Linked DNA regions of Zea mays: region 2 is linked to region 1. Evidence: chromatin contacts called from public Hi-C data. All regions are on one chromosome and are shown on one strand. The core of a region is the stretch at or near the end of the contact, and the rest is flanking DNA. Distances in the headings are between cores, read along the strand shown.

Region 1 (3,861 bases), core at 483-2,982:
GCCAGCCAGTACACCGGCGCCGCGAACACGACGGCCAGCGCCAGCTGGAAGGGCAGGAACACCACCGCGTTGGCCACCGCGTACGACGACACGCGGTACGCCCCCGACGCCGTCTCCCTGGCCAGGATGTCGCGCTCCTGCAGGAAGATGGGCAGCGCCTCCGTTGTGGATGACAGGAGGAAGGTGAGCAGGAAGGCGAAGAGACCCACGCGCTCCGCCACCTTGTCCTGCCCGAGGTCGTAGAAGATGGAGCCCAGCGCAAGGCCCGCCACCAGCATGCACACGGTGCGGCACGCGAAGAGCTGCCGCGTCCGCGCCACGTTCTTGAAGAAGCGCTGCGACAGCACCGCCACCTCCCGCGCCCGCGAGTTGGCGTAGCGGCTAGCCATCATGGTCACGGCCACGGGGGCGTCCGCCACCTGCTTGCCGTGCAGCTGGAACAGACGCTGCAGCGTGCACCGGCCCTCTCGGTCTCCGGAGGACGGCGCCTGCAGGCTGCTGCTGGCGTGGCGGCGAAGCGCGTCCACGGAGTCGATGGCGAACTCGACGTCATCGACGTGCGGGGGCAGGTGAAGGCCCGCGTCCCCGAGCAGGGCGCGGAGCTGGTCGACGGTGCCATGGTGGAGGACGGAGCCGGCGGCTAGCAGGAGGACGGAGTCGAACATCTTGACGATGCGCGCTCCCGGCTGGTGGATGCTGAGCAGCACGGTGCGTCCACGCGCCTCGGCCATGGCGCGGAGCGCGCCGACGATGTGGAGCGCGGAGGCGCTGTCGAGGCCGGAGGTGGGCTCGTCGAGGATGAGCACGGGCGGGTCACGCACGGCCTCGACGCCGATGGAGACGCGCCTGCGCTCTCCGCCGGAGAGGTCCTTGATCCTGGTGGCGGCGACGCGGCGCAGGGTGAGGTCGTCGAGGAGCGCCTCGACGCGGGCGTGCATGTCCTTGGAGGGCAGGCGCGCGCCTAGGCGGAGGCGCGCGCTGAAGAGCAGCGTCTCGCGCACGGTGAGCAGCGGGAAGAGGACGTCCTGCTGGGTGACGTAGGCGGAGACGCGGCGGAGGTCGGCGCTGTGGGCGGCGGCGCCGTCGATGCGTAGCAGGTGGGGCGGCGGGGACGGGGAGAGGCGCCCCGCGAGGATCTCGAGCAGGGTGGACTTGCCGGCGCCGCTGGGGCCGACGATGGCGAGCAGCTCGCCGGGGCGCGCGCGGCAGGAGACGTCCCGGAGCACCTGGCGGACGACGCTGTGGTGGTCTTGGGAATGGACGTCGTCGTCTGATCTGCTCCAGACCTTGAGAGGTCGGGTGGAGACGGCGATGCGGTAGTTAATGCCGCTGGCTTGGATCTCGCAGCCGCCGGCGCAGGGAAGTGTCATTGCTGCTGCCCAAATCGGCAAATGGCAAAGGGAGGGAGGGAGAGAGGGAGCACATACATACAAAAGGGACGAGGGCGGGCGCTGGCTGGTCCTTGGATTTCCGTGGTGTTCAGTTTCTTGTTGCCCCGCAGCATGGCACATCATCATCATCATCATCTGTTTTTTGGCTGGAGTGACCCGTGACCTCGCACGACACGACACACGGCACGGGTGTTGCCTGCGATGGCCTGGCCTCTTCCCTTGCCCTTGCCCACCCGTGAATCCATCCATACTCCTCTCAAATATCTTCATTTCTCTCTCTCTCTCTCTCTCAACTGGAGCACGGAAACAAAACAAAACATATACTATTCTCTCTCTCTCTCTTTTAAACAAAACAAAAAGAAACAACAAAAAACGATATATTATATAGCTGCTGCCAACGTACAGTTATGTGTGGGTGTAATAAATTCAGCATATACAGGACCAAAAGAAGAAGAAACAATAAACCGACACACCAAACAAAGATATCATCGTCATCATCCACGGGAGGACGCGGAATTAGCATGGCAAAAGCATGTTAACAGCAGCTGCTTGCAGCGGCATCGGCTTCCGGAGGCTTCTGCTTGAAGATGTTCTTCTTGGCCCCAGACGAAGCATCAGCGAGGAGGCTTGGCGTGTCTAATATCTGCAACAACAAGCATGCATAAAGCAATCTAATTTCTTCGAGGACACTCACACATGCATAAAAGCCCCCTTCCTCATTTCAGTCAAAGCCAATCCATGGCTAAACAAGCAATACTTGAGTCCAACATATGTGCCGCTTGGAATATTGTGAACAACAAGGCATGCATGATATTGTGAAAATTAAAATATTATTATTATAAATCTAAATGCTATAGCCCAGTACATACCTTTAGCACAAGTTCCTCAAAGCACTGTTCTACATTTACTTTTGTTTTCGCACTGCATTCTAGAAACAAACAACCGTATTCCCTAGCAAATTCAATCCCCTCCTTTTTTGTCACAGCTCTCTCACTTTCCTGCCAAAATGAAACGGCCGGTAAAACACGACAGGGGCTGCTCGATCAGAAACAAGAGATAAAAGGTGCAGACAGAGTTTAGAATTGATTACCTTATCTACTTTATTTCCAACAAGCATCTTTATACAGTCCTGGTTGGTTGAATACAGGTCAATTTCCTTCGCCCATATATCAGAAAGATTAGTAAACGTTTCCCGCCGAGTGACATCATACACTGTAAATTTGACGAGACATAAATATTATCATGTGCCTCTATGCAATAATTTAACAGAACCAGACAACACAAGATGCAATCAGACAAAAAAAGGGGCGGCAAATGTGGGTCACCTACACTACCATGTCCATGCATAAATAGATCAGGAAATGTGTGCAGTGACTCTAAAGCTATACAAAGCTTGATATGAAATTTATACAATTTGGTTAATAAAAATAAATTCTCCTGTTCAACAATTTAAACTTTGAAAACGCACAGACAATATTAACTAGAGCGTGTCTTGGTACAAAAAAAAGTCAAGGCAAATTAGCTGAAGACTGCATTCGACATTTAACGTGGCAGTAATTTCAACGGATGTATGACAAAAAATGACAGAAGAAAAGTGAAAAACACAGTGAAGATCCTTCAACAATGCAATAGAGTTACATATTTACAGGACAGCTGTTACAAGTCATACCCATAATAACCCCCTGTGCCCCTCTGTAGTAAGAGCTGGTCAAGGTCCTAAATCTCTCTTGTCCGGCTGCATAACAGGTAATCATCAGCGATAACAAATACACGATCATACTCAAAGAATGGAAGATGTATAAATAGATAGGATAAAGCTGGGCAAAATCAGAACGAGAATGACACTGTCCAGTGGAATGGTTAGCTCTTCGAAATAATTGTGGGGGAAAAGGACAGACCAAAACGATTCTTTTATGGTATTATTGATCTCGGATTCGGTAACCTGCCTCTGCCCTCTGGTAAGTCCCCATGTAACTTTCGTGCCTCTATGCACCATCCAACACCATCCTATTGCTTAGAAAAGAAAGTGCAACATCCATTCATGCTGCACAACGAGGCTTCTTGCTGTCCCGCACCGCACCGCCACAGCCCTCACCACGCGCCACTGCAGCCCTAATGCTCCTCCCCAGATGCCTGGAAGTTGAGCCAGCCAGGAGAGGATGGAGCCCACACTGGTCTCCCGCGTTATCGCCCCGCGCACAAGCCATGCCGGCCGCCACGTTGCCATGCTGCTCGTACCACCAGCCATCTCGCCTGTGTGTCACACACAGCCACCCAAGAGGAAAAGGAGTCATGCTGCAATGGAGGAAGAAATATCGTCGCCGGTGTTAGTTCACTTTCGCGCTGTCATAGGCATTTGGGGGATGCCATCACATCCAGCGCCAATGTGGGACGTCTCGGCGTCGTTGGCAGGCAACCATGAGCACTAACGGCATGCCATTCACATTCTTAAATTCGACATCGACTTGCC
Region 2 (3,861 bases), core at 740-3,239, 270 kb after region 1:
CTCCGCGGGTACAGGCCGGACCCCTGGGACGGGTCCCGGACCTCTCTGTGTGGGGTTCGGGCCACTCTCAGTAGGGTCCCGGGATTCTGGGACAAAGAATACCCGGACCTTAGTCAAGGCCAGGCGGGGGTCCGGAGCCGACACGTGTCCGGACCATACCGTGTACGCTTCTGCTCCCCGCTCAGGCGGAGACCCGATGCTGCCACGTGGCCCACTGCCCGTGATGTAAGCCAGCAGGCGGAGCCTGACGTAAGGCCTCTGGGCCACGCGTCCTCTGTATTTATTGCGGATAAGGCGCACCGCCTACCAAACTGGCAGGTGATGTGCCGCCTCAGCATTTAATGAGCCCTGTCACTCCACTGGCAGGCGATGTGCCGCCTCAGCATTAAATGTGCCCTGTCCACTCCGCTGACGGGCGGCGACCAAACCATCTTGCAGGCGGCGTGCCTGTCCATTTCGTTGGCAGGCAGTACGCCCATGCTGCGGCATACGCTGTGCTCATCATGGCTCGCGCGTTACCGAGGAAGCAGCCACGAGATATTAATACTATATGGACTACGAACATTATGGCGCTCGGAGATCTTCTAAGCGACACTGGCATTGGAAGCTTCTATATGTATTACTTTCGTTTTGCCCCTGGGCCCATATGTTGGGGCTCAGCACCCTTGTACGTGTCCCCTTTGAGCTATAAAAGGGAAGGCACACGGCGTTACAAGGCAGACCCAACTTAGGCTCAAGCTCACTTAGACTCTTAAGGTCTCAAGCTCAATACAGCACACAGTGGAGTAGGGTATTACGCTCCGGCGGCCCGAACCACTCTAAACCTTTGTGTGTTCTTGTGTTCTTCCCGTTTCCATCTAACAGGCACAACGCTTAGGCCCCTCCTCGTCTTAGAATTTAGGACGGGTGTGTTCCGCCACCCGGCCGGAGAATTCCCTCTCCGACAAAGGCTATAGCGTGAGATCCAATGTCTAGTGGATGTCGATCAGGCCGATCGTTTTCTGAGAATTTTGTTCATGCATGCGCTCGAACTGGTGTAGCGGTGTCACAAGAGAAGGCTACCGTCCTTAAGGTCATCTTCACCAAGGCTTTCGTTCAACGCTTTCAATTGGGACACCCTGAGAGTAGTTCTCCATGCTAGAGGCTTGACTGACCTTTGGATCTCCTAGACAATCAGGCTTCTTTCGATCTCTAGAACTATTGTCGTCGTTAACAACGTCATCTTGGGTCCCTGGTTTGAATGTAAAAGGGGTTGTGTCAAGGCGACCTAATGTCCCCTTACCTCTCCTCCTGGTGGCCGACGATGTCCTCCAATCCATGATCAAATAAGAGGGGCATCAATCACCCTGCCTCCGTCGGTTTCCCGTGCCTAGAGTTCGCCACCTTCGTGCTGCCTCCTATGTTGTTGGCTGCTTTGGAGTTTGGAAACGGAGAAATGCCGTGATCTCAACGGGGTTTACTGGCCTCCCCATCGGAGCTCCTTCGACAATTCAAGGATGAAGCTCTCCTCTGGCGCTGCCGGCTGTGGCGTCCTGATCATAACATCGTCGGTGAATGCTCCAAGTGCCTCCAACCCCCCCCCCCCCTGCTGTCTCTCCCCTTCCCCTTGTAAACTCGTCAACTTTAATTTTGCTTCATGAGGCCCTAATGATAGTAATTATGAAAAATCCAAACCATACCCTACAGGCCTACAACCCTGTTGTTTAAATAATTAGTGAAGTTATTACAACTCTGAGAGCAGATCGAGGTTTACACCTAGCTAGTGGCAATAAGAACGAAGAGAAAGAATGAGTATGTAGTTAGCTTTAGCTCATGGTGTGTCTAAGCTTGGCATCGACCGGACGGCCTTGCTTTGTCCATTGACCAATGACCCCTCACCCCGTCGTGTCAGTCGCTAGCAGTGGGCCAGTGGCCGTCCAAGCTCCACGTGCCCACCTGCTAGCAGATAGCTAGTGCAGCAGCATGCATTCTCTCCGGCCCCCTCCTTGGCTTTGGCTCCGATCCCTTCCTCATTATTGGGCCGGCCGGCCATCTACAACTCCGTCCATGCATATCTCGATCGATCTCTTGGTGGTTTCCGGCAGACCGTACCTGCATTTCGGTCGCCGTCTGCTTGTTCCACCGGCCGGCGACAGATCGAGTGGCGCGTACGTGGAAGCAATCAGCAGCAGGCCAGGTACGGTAGCGGGCAGCGACGGCCATCGCGGGCCGGAGGCTTTCCTCCGATCCCTCCCGCTGGTCTCGATCGGGCTTTAAGGTCTTGCTCGCAGGAGAGGAGGGAGCAAAGAACGAAGACACAAACAATATAATATAGAGATTATCTATATATATTATATTAACGGATCGACGTACGATCGAGAGCCGGTGAATGGTGATGAAGCCGGGCGGCACCCTCAAGTCCCGGCGAGGCAGTGCCGGGGACGAGGAGGAGGCCTACATCGTCGGCTTCCCGGTGACCCCGCGCAAAGACTACTGCTGGTCGTCGTGGCTGCTCAAGGCCGTGGTGGTGCTGGTGATGCTGATGGCCGGCGTGTTCATCGGGCTGTCGGCCAACGTCAACGTGTCGCGCTACTACTACTACAGCAGCATTGGGTCCTCGTCACCCTTGTTATCTTCTTCCTCTTCCCTGCAGGCCGGCAGCAGTGGTAATAATAATGGCGATGTCGTGGCTGCTTCCACCGCGAGCCGCAGCTGCAGGAATAATAATACTAAGAAGAAGAGGATCCAGCAGAAGGTGACGGCGGCGGTGCTTCTGGACTTCCGTGGTTTCGTGGATCCCGGCCCGACATGGGGCCACTCGATGTCGGACCCTGAGCTGTTCTGGCGGGCGTCCATGGCGCCGCGCGTGGAGGAGTACCCGTTCCAGCGCGTGCCCAAGGTGGCGTTCCTCTTCCTGACGCGCGGGCCGCTGCCGTTCGCGCCGCTGTGGGAGCGCTTCTTCCACGGCCACGAGGGGCTCTACTCGGTGTACGTGCACGCGCTGCCAGGCTACGCAGGGCGCTACCGGCCGTCTTCGCCGTTCCACGGGCGGCAGATCCCGAGCGGGGAGGTGTCGTGGGGCTCCATCACGCTGGTGGACGCGGAGAAGCGGCTGCTGGCGAACGCGCTGCTGGACTGGTCCAACCAGCGATTCGTGCTGGTGTCCGAGAGCTGCGTGCCGGTGTTCAACTTCCGGACGGTGTACGAGTACCTGGTGAACTCGGCGATGAGCTACGTGGAGTCCTACAACATCGATGTGCCCCAGTGCGCGGGGCGGTACAACCCGCAGATGGCGCCGGAGGTGCTGGAGGAGCACTGGCGCAAGGGCTCCGAGTGGTTCGAGATGAGCCGGGACCTGGCCGTCGACGTGGTGGCGGACCAGCGCTACTACGCGCTGTTCCGGCGCCACTGCACGCCGTCGTGCTACCCGGACGAGCACTACATCCCGACGTTCCTGCACCTGCGGCACGGCGCGCGCAACGCCAACCGGACGGTCACCTGGGTGGACTGGTCGCGAGGGGGGCCGCACCCGGCGCGCTTCGGCAAGGCTGCCACCACGGCCGACCTCATGGCCGCCATCCGGAGCAACGGCACGCTGTGCCTCTACAACGGCAAGCCCACCACGGTCTGCTACCTCTTCGCCAGGAAGTTCGCGCCCAGCGCGCTGCCCATGCTGCTCAACTTCAGCAACACGCTGCTAGACTTCTGAATTTTCTCATTCTGTTTTTTTTCCCTTTTCTACTGAGTGTCTAGGATAGCAACACATATGAAAACTCAAGAAGCAGACAAGTGTTTGTTTCGATAGGATCAAAAACTCATGGGCCTAACAGATGGACGAACTTGCTAGCAGCTGGTCTGCTAGACATAACAGGTGTAGCTAGA

What was found. A called contact is a pair of places that touch in the nucleus more often than the background predicts.
Region 2: a Hi-C map of ear shows a contact between it and region 1, with 2.0 times the contacts expected there. The contact joins the promoter of LOC103642231 here to the promoter of LOC112163603 in region 1. A contact is called at or near these places in 6 of 25 Hi-C or Micro-C datasets (bundle sheath, ear, endosperm and 2 more).

What each region holds. Positions count from the first base shown.
Region 1 is chr10:152,011,049-152,014,909 of Zm-B73-REFERENCE-NAM-5.0, forward strand. It overlaps LOC112163603, which reads right to left and starts at 1,733. Exons shown (of 1, transcript NM_001369801.1): 1 at 1-1,733. The coding sequence starts at 1,661. It overlaps LOC100282890, which reads right to left. Exons shown (of 6, transcript NM_001155796.1): 3 at 3,061-3,126; 4 at 2,482-2,603; 5 at 2,261-2,389; 6 at 1,756-2,034. The coding sequence ends at 1,927. It overlaps LOC114608102 (a long non-coding RNA gene), which reads right to left. Exons shown (of 6, transcript NR_163407.1): 3 at 3,061-3,126; 4 at 2,482-2,603; 5 at 2,261-2,389; 6 at 1-2,034.
Region 2 is chr10:152,278,454-152,282,314 of Zm-B73-REFERENCE-NAM-5.0, forward strand. It overlaps LOC103642231 (glycosyltransferase BC10), which reads left to right and starts at 1,990. Exons shown (of 1, transcript XM_020545928.2): 1 at 1,990-3,861. The coding sequence starts at 2,369. The coding sequence ends at 3,688.